Linked DNA regions of Anas platyrhynchos: region 2 is linked to region 1. A link is a contact called in public Hi-C data. All regions are on one chromosome and are shown on one strand. The core of a region is the stretch at or near the end of the contact, and the rest is flanking DNA. Distances in the headings are between cores, read along the strand shown.

Region 1 (7,482 bases), core at 2,561-5,060:
TCACTGACTTATAGCTGCAGCCTAATAATTATTTTTAGACAAGCTTCAGACTTACTGATATTAGACAGTGCTTTGTAAATTACTTGGTATTCTGGCTTGGTAAGCTAGGCAGCTTTTGCTAGGCATGTGAACAGATCACCCTACAACACAGATAATCGCTGAGGCCTCCATAAAATTAACACACAAAATTAAATCATTAATACTCTGAAAAATACTTTTAATTACATGCAGGTAGAGGAGAATGTCCCATTTGCATCAGCCAGTAAACTGGAAGATGCTAATATTAGATCAAGCTGAATCCTGAAGTGTTTCAACCCAATATTCAGCATCAACTTTGAAGCAATGATCTCTACGTGATGTGACGAATCTTCTAAAAGCACTGTTCAGTACCCATTTGTTTCCTCCTAAATTGTTTTGATAACCTGATAGAAACATCTAATACTGTCCAAGACAGCAACTCTGCAGACAGAGAACAGATAAAAAAGATTTCACACGGTAGCTGAAATAATAAAAAAAAAAAAAACACAACGTACCTGTCTGCTTCATCAAGGATGATTATTTTATGCCGGCCTTTTGGAAGCGTGACCTTTTGCTGGGCAAACATTTTGATTTTGTTTCTCACAACGTCAATGCCTCTGGAACAATAATTCAAGTCACTTATGATCAGTTGGGTGAAATTACACAATGGATTTTATTCGGCAGACACAGTGGCTGAAGGGCTCCTGTGCTCCCCATTCCTGTGCTGTTTGTTTCCGTTCCATCAGCTGTGCCAGTGTAATTGTTGTGAAGCTGTGCTGGTAGCCAGACGGCCAACCAGAGTCGGATTTAAATACCAATCCCCCTCCTTTTTGGAGGTTTTGAAAAAAGCAATTTAACAGCTTCTGTCATTAGCTTTACTGCCACAAAAGCACTTATGTTTGGCAAACGGTAGGAGTAATAAGCGAACAAGGGCAGAACTGTTTAAGTCTGCACTGCTACTTTGCCAGTACTTCACAGAGCCGTACCAATAAACCTGGGCATAGATCAAGACAGTTTAAGAAAAACATCTGGACAGATTTCACCATATTAGCACAACACGGATACCTTCCTAGACTGAGTCCCACTGAAGTATTAACTTTTAAAAGTGAAGGATTTTACTTTTTGTTCAGTGTAGAAAACGAATGCTGTACTATCAGTTATAGAACTACAGAATTCAAAAGGCAGGTACAAAGCACTGTACTCTTGAACCCTCCCCAAAATGTCCCTAGAATACATCAGGACAGGGTCTGCTACAGAGCTTGGGAAATATAATCAGCCTTTAGTGCCTGATCCTCAGAGAAGAGTCAGTGTCCTCTCTATACCTAATACCCATATCCTACAGTTTTAATCCCAACTGTCCTTACTCTTAATTTCTATCACTTCACTTTTTCTCCTAAGTACTGATGAGTTTCATTATAAACAACTCATTCACCTTTTCTCAGGATCTTCATGAATGCAGGAAGCATAACTCTTCAAAGTAAATTTGAGAAGACAGTACTGTTATGTATTCTGCACTCCGTTTATATTTGTGTGTGTGTGAAAGTACCTATCTAGATATAAAACATCAGGTGATAATATCTATGTTGCTAGTTGGACACCAAAAATTGCCTTTGAGTTGGAAAAACTACATTAAAGTAAGTACTAGAAGCCCTACTAAAACATTAAACCTATCAAGCAGAACTGAGTTCAACTAAAAATAAAAATGGATACTTGCTTCTTCGTTAAAAGTTTGACCAGGTTTGTTCACTCTCACCTGTCATTTGAGGCATTCAGCTCCAAAACAGCATCCTTTAAAGCAGGACCAAGCAGAGCACGAGCCAAGCAGAGGATACTGGTGGTTTTACCTGTTCCTGGGGGACCCTAGAAATGCAACAATTGCTGATAAGTTTAATGCCATTTTCTAAGCTGTACGCTCTACAATGCTCCCCAGTCATGAAACAGCTGCAACGGAGGAAGCGCAGAGAGAACATAGGTCTAAAAGTCGTCTTCAGCATCTTGCCTGCAACAGCGGAGAAGCATAAGACACACTCGATTAGCACCTGAGGGGCAAGTTAGTTTTCAGTACTTGAGTAACAGAAGGTAGTTTACTTCTTGTATATTCTGCTGAAAATACTGCTCTGTAACCATACAATCGACATCATTGTTACCCGTACGCTCAGGTACGATGCAAACAGATACCGCGAGGCTGCTGTGTCTCAGAAGCCAGGACCCACAACAGTGAGATACCACACGGCAATACTTACAGCAATGATAATGTTTGGTACATTCCCCTCTTTTGCAAAGACCTAAGAAAGAATAATTAAAAGTATACATATAAGAAAATGGTAGGAAGAAATAGTATCCAATTCTATTCTATTTTAATCATGAGTAACAGAGCTACCATTTATTTTCTTCCCTCCTGGTTTCTTTCTTTTTTTAAAAAAAAAAAAAAAAACACATTGCTGCTTTTATGTTTTTCAGTTGAACTGTTAAGTCAGTTCCTAGAATAATATGGAAAAACGTTAAAGTACTGAATCTCACAGGTCTTTACTCTTTCCCTTCTATTTGCTTTAAAGATATATTTGCTAGTGTAAACATTCTGCTAGCAAATGCTGCTTTTACAAATTAATTTGTCATGGAAAATATTTTTCTTCCAGAGAAAAAAAGTGGTGTTTCTGTTTCCTTCTGTAGTAATATAAACTATACTTACTCACTGAAACAATATAACAGGTACCCATTTTTACAGTTGTATCATAGCTGGGCCAATTTAAGCAACATCCCAATTCAAAGAAGGCCTGTTTCTTTAGGACATTGCTCTATTATATCCAAAAACTTGTCATTTCTTAAGTAAATCATAAAGTTTTTTGTCCACATGCTCAAGTAGAGCTCTACTGGTCTGTGGCTCTGTGCAAAATGTTTTTTTGAGCTAACCCATCAAAAAATAAAGCAACAGCTACACACCTCCAACCTGCTCACCGTATCTTCATTTCCAACTATTTCACACAGTTTCATGGGTCTGTATTTTTCCACCCTGTAGAAGTAAAACACTTCAGACACACATGGCCAAACTTTCATAGCGCTTTACACTGCTGGAAAAGGAGGCTCACACTACATTTAAGTTCAGGTTGTTTTATTTTGACCAGCATAGAAAGGACGAAAACACCACAACCGCCTGGGGTTCGCCTTCACGCCTCAGCCTGACAGAACAGGGCTGACAGGGGAGGCACCGGGCCAGATCTCGCCCGGGCTGGGCCCCGCAGGGCTGAGCGGGGGTTTCTCGCATCCCACCCGCGGTGAGCACCTCGCAGCCAGCCGCCGAGGGGAGGCAGGGGCCGGATCCCCTGGGCTCGCCCCATGCACGGCTCCCCCCGACCCCAGCCCCCTCACAGCCGCCCCTGAGGTGAAGCGAGGCGACAGCGCGGCGCGAGCCCCCTTTCTTCCCGCCCACGGCTCGCCCCGCCCCCCGCCTCTTCCCATTGGCTCCTGCACGCCTAGTCCCGCCCCGCGCCCCGCTCTCCACCAATGGCCGCGCCGCTCGGCCCTTCCTCCCGCCCACCGCCCGGCTCCATTTTCCCCACCGCCCCGCGCCCCGCGGCCCCCTCAGGCCTCACCAGGGCAGCTCGTAATGGCCGCCGGCGGCGGGAGCGGGCCCCGGGGCGTCGGCGGGTCCCCGCTTCTCGCCCTGGGCCCCGGCCTTCTCCGCCTCCTCCGCCTCCATCGCGGCGGTGGCGGCTGCAGCGGGCCCGAGCCCGTCTTCCCGCCGCCTGCCTGAGGGGAGGAACGCGCTGCGGGCCCGCCTCGTAGGGCGGAGCGGATCCTGCCCCGGCCTCCCGGGGGTGGGCGCTCAGTGGCCGGGAGCGGGGCTCCGGCAGCTCCGGGGGGTGCCTGGGGTGGGCTGGGGGCTCCATGGGGGCAGGCAGAGCCCTCGGCTCTTCTGGAGTGTCCCCCCTCTGTGACATGTTGTGTCAAAGCTGTGTGTCCCCCCTCAAGGACATGTTGAGTTGTTTAATAAAAACGCTACTGGATTCGCACCTCAGGAGAATAAGCCTTTGTTTCTTTTTCATCTAACCACGTTTGTTTCCCCCTATAAAATGAGAACAATAAAAGACACACCACAAAATACCGTGTTATTAGGTGCAGTTCTGTGAATGTTCAAATTCACGTAGCGGTAGGTACTTGTCCTAAATCCGAGCAGTTCCCGAGGCCTTCGTACATCCCATACTCTGCTCATGTTCAGCACAATGACGCTTGTTTCGGCTCAGTGAGCGCAGGGTCTGTCCCTCAGTCTGGGCTCTAATCCCTTGGGAATGCTTCTAATTTAAGACTGAATCACAGAATCACAGAATCGTCTAGGTTGGAAGAGACCTCCGAGATCACCCAGTCCAACCTCTGACCTAACCCTACCCAGTCCTCCACTAAACCATATCACTGAGCTCTACATCTAAGCGTCTTTTAAAGACCTGCAGGGATGGTGACTCCACCACTTCCCTGGGCAGCCCATCCCAATGCCTCACAACCCTTTCGGTAAAGAAGTTCTTCCTAATATCCAACCTAAACCGCCCCTGGCACAACTTCAGCCCATTCCCCCTCATCCTCTCGCCAGGCACATGGGAGAACAGACCAACCCCCACCTCGCTACAGCCTTCTTTAAGGTACTTATAGAGAGCGATAAGGTCGCCCCTGAGCCTCCTTTTCTCCAGGCTGAACAAGCCCAGCTCCCTCAGCCTCTCCTTGTAAGCCTTGCCTCACCGGTATGAGGCAGGAGCCTGGAGCCCATCGTGCTTGGAGCCCTGCATGAGCAGTGATGCTCTTCAACGGGGAGGACTTCCTATCGCTGGCCGCAACATTTGCATCCCGGTGTCATTGTCAGCACTTGTCCCTTGGCGTTGTGAGGCTGGCACGTGAGCGTTCAGCCTTTGGAACGGGTTCAGCCCGTGGCCTGACAGCGATGGAGTCTGCTGGGTTTCTCACAAGGCTTCAAAACTCCGGAGGGTGAAGTTTCCATTGCGCAAAGAGCAGCTTTCTATCTGGGTTTTGTGTAGGCAGGATAGTCAATGGTTAAATCTTGTTTTGTATATTTTTTATTAATAGCTGTACGCTGCTCCTGGTGGTTTTGTGGTGTTTCATAAAGGCAAATTTGTGGGTGGTCTGCAGCCTTTACATGCCTGTCTGAATTAACTGTGGATTAACTTCACCTCCACTAGAGGTAAAGTAGAAAACTAAGCAAAGACATAATTATGTCGTATGTCATACAAGGACAAGGCAGCTAGCTTTTATTCCAATATTCATACTGTTCTAGCACACATACTGGATGAATACACCTCAAACTCAACTGTGTTACTCCTGTCTTTGGATTTAACCTACTGCAGAAGCCAACAGGAGACAGTGAAATATTGCAGCTGCGTACAGCACTGCTGGTCATAGCAGTCTGTCAATACAACGTGCTGGTCATGCTTTGGTTTCTTGCCAAGTTAAACAGTTGTTATGCTCTTAGGAAGTACCAGCCTCCAGATAAGATACAATTTTCCTGGCCAGCGTTAATTCTCTCATTATATGTGGAGGATTACTGCTGATAAGCACCCAACGGGCTGTTAGAAAGATAATTCATAAGAATTGTTGCAGAGAGCCTGATGACAGATTTTGTGATACGTTTCTGCTAACCAATTGCAATATGTGTTTCTGGGGAGCACAATCCTCTAAAACACTGCAGCCTCTGAGCAGGCAGTAACTCCTCATGTATCAGTGACACTGTAGTCTGTCAGACATGGCACGAGTATTTATTGAGGGCATGATGATATTAAGAAGGATGTGTGGCAGGTGGATGGGAATACCTGAGCTGAAAGCTTTAAAAACTGTCTCTCCCAAGTTGTGAACTGTCGATACTGTCTGTCTGAGATCACAGGAGACATCCAGGGTAAAATGAGTTCCAAATTCAGTGCTGACATGGCAGAGCTCTTTTGATGTGTTACCAACAGTGCCTGAATACACATGCACGCAGAGGATGTACTGTATTATCCTGAAAGGAGGATGGCCCTGAATTTAAGGCAGTTTCTTCTGACCTACTTCCTTCCCACCCAAAAGATATATATGTATCTAAAAAAAAAAAAAAAAAAAAAAAACAAAAAAAAACCACACATATAGATATATATATATGTATCTATATATATATGTATCTATAAAAAAAAAAAAAAGCTTACTAAGTATCTGTGATCAGTACATGGTACAGATACAGATAACAGCTTTTTGCTAATGATTTAGTTAGCAAGAGGAATGCTCTTCGATGTGTTCAGACAGCATCTACTATCAGTAATGGAGATCACCATGAGAGAAATAAGTAGAGATCTTGTGGTTATCCCAGGAGCAAGGGTGACCCAGCTGCAGGTGCTTGATACAGGGAACGAGTCCTTTAAAGACCATGTGGAGACTCCTCTCAGCTTGGCTACAGTCAGGAGCTTCTACTCTAAGCCCTATGGGGAAATGAAAGCCCAATGCAAGAGGTTTTGTCAGGGGGCTGGGTAAATGCAGAAAGCATTTGTTTTGCTGTTTTGCATGCTATGGCTGGTGAAACTGAAGGTAGTTTTGTTTTGAGTTTGAACAAGAAGCAGAAACTGCTGGAGATAGCAAAAGTAAGGCAAGAGTTGAAGACAGCAAAGAGCTCCCATGATGAAATGATGATGGTGGACGTGAGGTGTAAAACCCCAAAGGCAATAGAAATAATGAATAAGAGAAGAAACTAGCTTCAACCAAGCATTAGTGAAAAGTATGCATCAGTACTGTATATTTGTTACAGATAAATAATAAATATATATATATATATCTTATAGACAATGTTTGTGGGAGGGAGGGGAGAAATGTATATTATTCAAAGTGATTTCGCTTTTGAGTTAAAAAAATAAATAAATAAAGCAGTGAGTTTGTCTTACTATTATTAGTAGGGCTAACATGGCTATACGTTACCCAGCAAGTCTATGATGCCAGGGGCTGAGACTTTAAATGACACTGTTAAGAGAAATGCAAAGTTCCCTTGGCTGTTTGCTCTCCATCCCCAGCAGCCCTGCAGTCTCAGTGAAAGCCGCCACCTCCTATTGCAGCGTGCTGTTGTTGTTCGGCAGCCACAAGTAGGTCACGTAGCACAGATGGCCTTGCTGCCAGGGAAATGCAGAGTCTGCAGTCCCCTCTGAGGCTGCTCCCTGCTCTCCCTCTCCCCTTTTCACACTGCTAGCTTGGAGAGAGGGGAATGAATTCTGATGCTACCAACAATTTTCTCTCGTGTTCATTGAGGCTGAAAGCATAAAGTGAAGCTGGGAGAAATACCAGGAGTGCAAATAACGATGGGCTGGTTAGAAGGGAGGCTGGACTGGTGCTTGATGAAATACGGCATTACTGCATCAGGGTGTTTCCTGAGCCTGGCATGTCTGCTCCCAGAATGACAAGGGCCTGGGTTCCTGCAGAGCTGCTGTGCTTGGCCTCTACGTGGAAAAAAAA
Region 2 (7,482 bases), core at 1,613-4,112, 72 kb after region 1:
AAGCTGGAGATTTCTGCATTTCTCCATCACTGATTTCTGTAGGGCAGTAATATTTGGTTTATACTGCTTTATTTAAAATTTACTATTAAACAAAATTAACCACCAGTCATTGAAGTTAAAAGCTGCAAATTAAATCTTAACTTTTTCAAGCTTTCTTCCTTGAACCTAGGCTTAACAGAGAGGCCAAAAAAGGTTTAAATTATATGCTGATTTACTAGAAGTACAGATCTTTAGAATAATATCCCTCCTGCTTTTCCATCTTTCTTTTCTCATCACAAATACCAAAGGACACCTGTAGGCACTCCCAGTGCAAAGGCAGAGGCAGCTGATACAGCATCTGCTCAGTAAAATATCTTCTGGTTGTGGTGATCAAAACCCAGCCTTGTGCAGCTCTGACTTATACTGTCCTGGGGTCTGCTCAGGGCATTGAGAGCTTTAAGTGTACACAGGGGAGCAGAAGGTGTGACTTTGCTTATTTCTCTGTGCTTTGCAGGAGGCAGGTACAAGCTGTGTGTGCAGGGCTTAAACTCCTTCAAGGTCTGGCAAGCAACTGTACGCAATTAGTTGGTGTTCTCATTATATTTGTCCTGACATCTTCCAGGCAGACACGTCCAGAAGTGGGAGATTTGCTTGTAGTTATTGGGGAGGCATCTTTGGTGCTAGGAGAACTTGACGTGAAAACTGCCTGTTCTGGTTTCATTAGATCTGAATCAGAAGATGCTGCTGATGGCTTTTTCCCTTTCTCTCTCCACATCTGTTCCGGCTTTAAGCGACTTGCAGTAATGCTAGCGTTGGTCTCTAACCCTCAGCATTTTACCTCTGACAGGTCGGTGGGACGAAGACGGGAGTTGTTCGCTACGTGGGAGAGACGGATTTTGCCAAAGGAGAGTGGTGCGGCGTGGAGCTGGACGAGCCCCTGGGGAAGAACGACGGGGCCGTGGCTGGTACCAGGTACTGGGCGCTCCCAGCACGGGGGTCCTGCGGGCCTCCTGCGGGGACTGGGTGCCAAACTCCTTCGGGTCTGGGAGGGAGAGTTGGTGTGTTGGGTTGGATGTTATAAATGGGGAGGAAGAGTCCAGTTTTGAGTCTTTGAAGCTTTGGACTAATTTTTCCAGGAGATAAAATAGAAGCCTCGTTACCGGAGCATTTTATAGCAGAATCAGGTAAGGTCTGTATGGAGAAAAGTACCCAGGGTGGCTGCAGGAAACAGGAGAGAGTAGAGGGAAGATACTAAATTGTACTGCACTTTAAGTTTTTTGCTAGGAATGGGTTCTGTGATTGGGTTAGGTCTGCTTTCTACCACACGTGTGCTTCATAAATAAACTTTCTTCTTGCACTGTATCTGAAATTGAGCCTGTCAGAACTATAGAGAATAAAGCTCTGACTTTTTTTCTGGCTTTTCTGGCCTATTTTTTTTTTTTTCCTGGGAACAACTTTTCAAAGATCTGAAAGAACAATTGCTGGCCCTGGTCTGTTCTTGTAGGAATTCTGTAGTGCTACAGTTATCTGCTGATGGATCTTATCACCTCTGCCTCGATTGTACCTCCACTATTTTTGTTTCAAAACAGCCCTTGTTAGTGTCTAGAAAACTAGGCAGGGACACCTAGCAAGCTTTCTAAGAAGCTGTATTTCTTTTTGTGTAGAAGCTAGATAAGGGAATGACCCCCAGCCTCAGGTGTTTGAGTTTGGCGATGCTTAGACCTGAGTTATATAGCGGTGCTTTGGCCTTGGTTCCAGTACAGGTGGAACTGATTTCCTGTCCTTCACAAGTTCCTTACAGGGGAAATACAGCTGATTTCTCAAGGCTCCTTAAGGAAATCTTACATTAAAGGTGAGATTGAACTTTGAAACTACTCAGGAACTGAGAGTTCTTCCATCGGTAGATCTCAGGTTCTGTAATAAAGGCTTCTGTGTTGAATCAGCCCCTTTTTGTCCAGCAGTCAAATGTTTTCATTTTAAATAAGAGAAACGCTTGGGAATGTCAGGACAAGAAAGCAGTAAATGATTGGCAGCAGATGGCTGACTTCCAGCCTGTTCTCTAAAGAAAAGAACCAGAATATGTCATGGAGTGAAGCCAAGTCCCTGCTTTCTTTGTCACGCATGGTAAAATATCTAAGCTTCATCTTCAGGGTGCAAAGAAATGATTTACTGTCTTTTGTGCATGTGGAATGTGTGGAAGGCAGATGTGAGGGGTAAGGGTGCTCTCTCTGGCTCTTGTCCTCACACTTCTGTTGCTGTGTTCCGAAATCCCAACTTTTGAAAGTCATCTTTTTTCTGAAACCGCTACATCATGGTTTTATTTTGCTGTGGCGTGCACTGTGTCTGCAAGGCTCCTCTTTGGCATTTTATCAAAAACAGGAACAATTGATTCCCACAACAAGAATCAGGGAACAGGAGCAAATTCAGAGATTTTGATTAAATAGAGGAGACTGAAGGAAATCTGTACGGCATCCCTGCCTCTTGTGTCCGAGCTGATTACGCAGATCTCCTAGCAGCAGTGAATGTCAGCCAACTCAGCAGTGGTATGCAGGCACTGTCCTGCTAAGGTCTGTCCACCAAGCATCTGGCTGCAGGTTTGCAGCACTCCCTCTTCATCCCTTGAGCCTTCATCTAACCTTCTGATTTTTCTGCAGTGAAAACGCTTCTCTGGCAGCTAACAGCATGGACTGACTTCAACAGCGGGGTTCTGGAGGAAGGCCGCCATACCAAAACCTACTCCCTTGGGCCATGCAGGCACCCCTCAGACAGTGCTCCCCACATTTATCCTGGCTACTCAGGATTCCTGGTACTGCCCTGAGTTTGTCCTGCTGGAATCAGTCTGCAAGGAGGCTGTCCAGGGCTCCGGAGGCTCTGTGCTTTGGTGGCTGTTGCCATCTAGTGAGCATCTTTGGTCTGGCTGCCTACCAGCAGTGCTCACTGCTGCAGTCGCTGTTACAGCAGAAGGGCTGGGTCCAAAGGCAGTCTGCTGTCCCTGAGGTGGTGGAGGCTGGTGGAAGGAGGGGAGGTGATGTGGAGGCAAATGGGCCAGCAAAGGACTCTGTCACCGGCTTTGCTGTCATGAGCTCTCCTGGTGAATTGGACCCTCAGAGTTTGAGGAGGGTCGCTCTGATTCTCCTGCAGGTTCAGCAAAGGGCTCCAGGGCTGGGTGTTCATCCAAGCAGGGATGAAGGGCCAAGGTTTCCTGAGCAACTTGTGGCTCTCTGGTGGAGGCTGCCTATAGTAGCAGTGCCTGAGAGGACATCACCGTGTTTGGGCCCCTCTCCTGGCATCACATGGGTACTGCTGAGACACTGGGGTGTGCTGCATCTGCTGTTCTGTCTGCTTGGGAGAGCAGAGAAGTACTGGAGTGTGTTGTGTTGTTTTTTTTTTTGTTGTTGTTGTTTTAAATCCACACGGCCAGACAAGTTCCACTTACTCATCTTAACTGATTCATATTAACCTTCACTTATTTTACTCTCCTCTGCCCCTGCTCCTATGGGAGCCTTTGCCCACAAAACTTTGACATAGTTTGAAGCCTGTCAGTCATGGGCCTTGCACTTTAAAAACTATTTTTGTCTGTTTCAAACTTTTCTGTGCTATTTTCCACCTGCAGTTTGCATCACCATCACACCACCACTTTCCTTTCCAGTTTCTTTGTCATGTGGGTGTAGGGCTCTGTAGCACCCAGCCGAGAGCAGCTCTTGGGTTTCAAGCAGATGTTTCTGCTGCCAAGTGTTCTGGACCCAGCTCCTGTCTCTGAACTATACCAGTTAATTGCAACCACTTCCAACCACTAAAAGTAGGTGAGCTGACATAGCTTGAAGCAAGTTTGAACTTGATAGGAGCAGTAGGGGGCTTTGGGTGGACTTACCCTTTGGTATGGTATAGCCACAAGTACCATTTTACGCTCAGGTCACTTAGACCTGTGGAAGGGGCTGTGCCATGTTGTTGGATTCCTCTGCAGGCTTCAGTTTGAAAATATGATGCTGAGGAATGCTTTGGCTGGTTTGCAAGAGGTCACACAGCTTTTCTACTTCAGGTCTCCATTCTGGAACAAGGTGAGCCTGTGATAGCCTTCCTAAACCCAGAAGCCTGTGTTGGCAGCAAGCAAAGGGGTCTAAGAGATTTTGGATTGTAGGGTTTTTCCATTTTTTTTATCTTTTAAAAAATGGAGCTGAGCAGGTGTTTGAAAATTAATCACACATCTGGGTGGAGATGAGGCTCTTCTCTGTTCTCCCAAGCACAGAGTTCTGACTGTGACCCAGCCGGGTGACTGCCAGCACTTACAAACTGAAGGCTTTTGGGTTCCAGCTGCTTGCATCTGGAGAGAGAGCACTTGTGCTAGGAAAGCTGGGTTTGTCATTTATTCATTAGATTATTATTATTTTTTAATGCTAACATAGGACAGGCTATTATATGGCCCAGTATTTTGTCCTAGCCTCGCTAATGAGGCTTTGAGAAAAAAAATCTTAAAGTAGAGAGTTTTGTGTTGGCTCTTCCATAGCCACAAAGGGGCATGATGCCTGGAGGCTGTCTGGGTTTACTTGCTGCAATGCAGCTGGCTAGCAATAGGTAGGCCTGAGCTCTAAGGGGGTTCCCAAGGTTTGGCACTAAGTTTTGCTTATTTGTTTGTAGAAACATAATCATCAGGCTCGCTGCAGTTACCTGATACACCCTTTTGTTATGCTTGCCTCTTTTAAGTTTGTTTGCAGGGAACCAGTTTCCCTCTCCCCTCCATCCAGAGGGGGTGGCACACACTGGAGTTTGGGATAATGGCATTTTTAGCTGCAAAGTTAGCAGGGGAGGAATGGCAGCTCTTGTTTTGGGAGGAAAAATTACCCGTAGAATGTCCTACAGAGCTGTGTGATTCGTGCCTTTTTATTTGACGCACTTTGCTATGTGGCTTTTTTGTAAAGCAGGGTAGAGAGCACAGCCATGCAGGTTTTGGGAAGGCTGTTTGCTTCTGGGAGGAAGGAGCGTGTGCTGTCACTGTTTACGTGCTGGATCCTTGTGCTATCCGGGCTACCAGCTGGGTCTTTCCTGGCAGCTCATCAAAGCGTGCCTGGCAATTATCTTGGGCTTCCCTTCTTAATCAGCACAAGCAAAAACATGGAGGTTGCCACTGCTCTAAGTGGCAGGGAAGGAGAATAATCCAGCCACTCGCATGAAGGAAGCAGCGAAGGGCTGAGATGAGCTGGGGTTGTGTTGCTTGGCAGTGCTGCTCTGCAAGGCTCTGACAAGGTGGATGCTGCAGCACCAGTGACTTGGAGCATCCCTCCTGTGTTACAGGTATTTCCAGTGCCCTCCCAAGTTCGGCCTCTTTGCTCCCATCCACAAGGTGATCCGCATCGGCTTCCCATCGACCAGCCCTGCCAAGGCCAAGAAGAGCAAACGGATGGCCATGGGGGTGTCTGCCTTAACCCACAGCCCCAGCAGCTCCTCCATCAGCTCCGTCAGCTCCGTGGCATCGTCCGTCGGGGGCCGGCCCAGCCGCAGCGGGCTGGTAAGTGGCTTGTCCCACAGACTGCAGCCTCCATCTGCTGCGGCCTGGTTCTACAAACCCGGGAGGGTTGGAGTTTTGTTCCAGCAGCTGCACTGGGCATGCAGCTTTTTTATTTTCTTTAAACAGGTGCTGAGCAATTGTGACCATTTAAAAAGTCCAAAGTGCTATTTGGAATGGGTTGAACCTCAGCTCTGCTGTTAAGAGCAGGTTTTGTTACAAGATCCCTGCAAAACAATGCCACTGCTTCCTGCCCCGTGTGTTTGCATCGCAGCGAGCTGTTCTGTTAAACAGCCGTGCCTTCCAGCTCCTGCAGCGACTGCATTTTGCCATGAAGGGATGACTCTGTCCTGGATCACATGCCTTGTGCTTTGGAAGGTGCTCAAGAAGGCAGAGAGCAGAGCAGGCAGCAATATTATTAAAAGCTCTAGCTCTGACGTAGCATGTGCTGCATAGCACCTGCAGTCATCCTGGCTGGGGAAGCGGGTGCAGTACCCAGTCCTGGGAGCAGATCCAGCCAGCCCGTACCAGCCTCCAGCTGATATAATTCCTCCTCGCTGAGCTCGCTGTTTGGGACTGCCCTAGGCTGGGCATTGATGAAATGCATTTTAAAAGGCAGATGATACAATGCGTGACAACCTTTGCTGACCTAATTCTCACCCCAAGTCCTGTCCTTTGGGAAATTATTCTTCCATTGTAGTGCAGGAGAGCTACTGAGCTTGCAAGCAATGCACGCTCTTTTTTGCAGACTCACTAACACAACTTGTAGGGCCCAGAGCTGGCACTACAGCTCTGTACAGCATAATAAACAATCAGTAGATAAGGTATATTTCAGATTTGACAGGGGACTTTAAGGTATTCTAGACTGGGGAGGACACAACCTTACTTCTGCCTCTTTTAAACTCCATTCTCCAGCTGACAGAGACCTCCTCACGTTATGCCCGAAAAATCTCTGGCACCACAGCTCTGCAGGAGGCGCTGAAGGAGAAGCAGCAGCACATCGAGCAGCTGCTGGCAGAGCGTGACCTGGAGCGGGCTGAAGTTGCCAAAGCCACCAGCCACATCTGCGAGGTGGAGAAGGAGATTGCCATCATGAAGGCCCAACACGAGCAGGTAGTGTGGCTTCCTCGCTGGAAGTTTCAGGTCGTGATAACACTTTCCCTGTGCTGCAGCTACCTGATTTGGAAGCTGGGCTCTGAATTTCTGCCTTTTTTTTTTTTGTGGAAATTGCTTAACACACCACGCAGGAAGCCGAGGCTGTTTCTCCATTCCTGCGAGTGGGATGTGCTCTCTCCTTCCCCAGGAAGGAGCAGAAAAAGGGCTGTGCCAGACAAAGGGCTGGTAATAGTCTGTGTCTGGCGGATCAATACATCTGAATGCTGAAATGCAGGTGGAAAGCAAACTCAGTCCCCTTGGCCGCCCACTCTGGCCTTGGCCGTGACTGCATTGCAGTGTTTTTGATGCTATCAGACACTGCTGAGGACACCAGCTCAGTTCCTGCACGTCACTGCTTTCCTACCAGAGGGGGATGCTTCAATTGCATTAACGGAGTCATCAATCACGAGGAAAACAGGCTGATTGTGTTAGCATTTTGGTTTTTCCACAAGGATTTAGATAGATGGTATTTTATCCACTTGAGTGTTTAAAGAAAAGAGTTACAGGTTTATGCTATTCATCAACGTATGGCTCTTTAACCACTGCTCTTGCCGTGAATTCCTTGCTCGTGTTTATAAACCCAATGCAGCTACCAGGGAGTAGGGGTGATGCTGTGTATCTCTGTGTGTTGGCCCACACCTGCCTGTCAGAAACAGGGAAGAAACTGGCAAATCAACAGCAAGCTGAAGTTTTCCTTGTGTAAAATATTTCCCAGTAATTAACAGTAACAAGTGAATTTATGCAATTCTGAAATGACTCTCGCTTTGTGACCAGGGCAGAACTGGATCTGGCAACCTTGGGCCAGGTTTTCAAAACTGTTCAGGCTTGAAGTGCTTAAATCAGATCAG

Evidence for each region. Hi-C and Micro-C count contacts between places; a contact is called where the count stands out from the background.
Region 2: a contact with region 1 is called in a Hi-C map of subcutaneous adipose tissue, with 4 times the contacts expected there. The contact joins the enhancer-like site here to the promoter of RFC2 in region 1. A contact is called at or near these places in 5 of 8 Hi-C or Micro-C datasets (F1 follicle, liver, skeletal muscle and 1 more).

Annotation. Positions count from the first base shown.
Region 1 is chr20:8,389,568-8,397,049 of IASCAAS_PekinDuck_T2T, forward strand. It overlaps RFC2 (replication factor C subunit 2), which reads right to left and starts at 3,811. Exons shown (of 11, transcript XM_027445959.3): 1 at 3,609-3,811; 2 at 2,959-3,028; 3 at 2,262-2,303; 4 at 1,772-1,878; 5 at 534-635. The coding sequence starts at 3,715.
Region 2 is chr20:8,462,374-8,469,855 of IASCAAS_PekinDuck_T2T, forward strand. It overlaps CLIP2 (CAP-Gly domain containing linker protein 2), which reads left to right. Exons shown (of 16, transcript XM_072026254.1): 4 at 827-951; 5 at 5,269-5,482; 6 at 6,395-6,592. Among named protein-coding and RNA genes, the nearest start is that of GTF2IRD1, 36 kb to the right of the region's middle. Within about 2 kb of position 2,863, at least 1 of the 8 cell types and tissues checked has an H3K27ac peak or open chromatin away from gene starts, as enhancers often do. A contact at or near this core is called in subcutaneous adipose tissue, where this site is marked.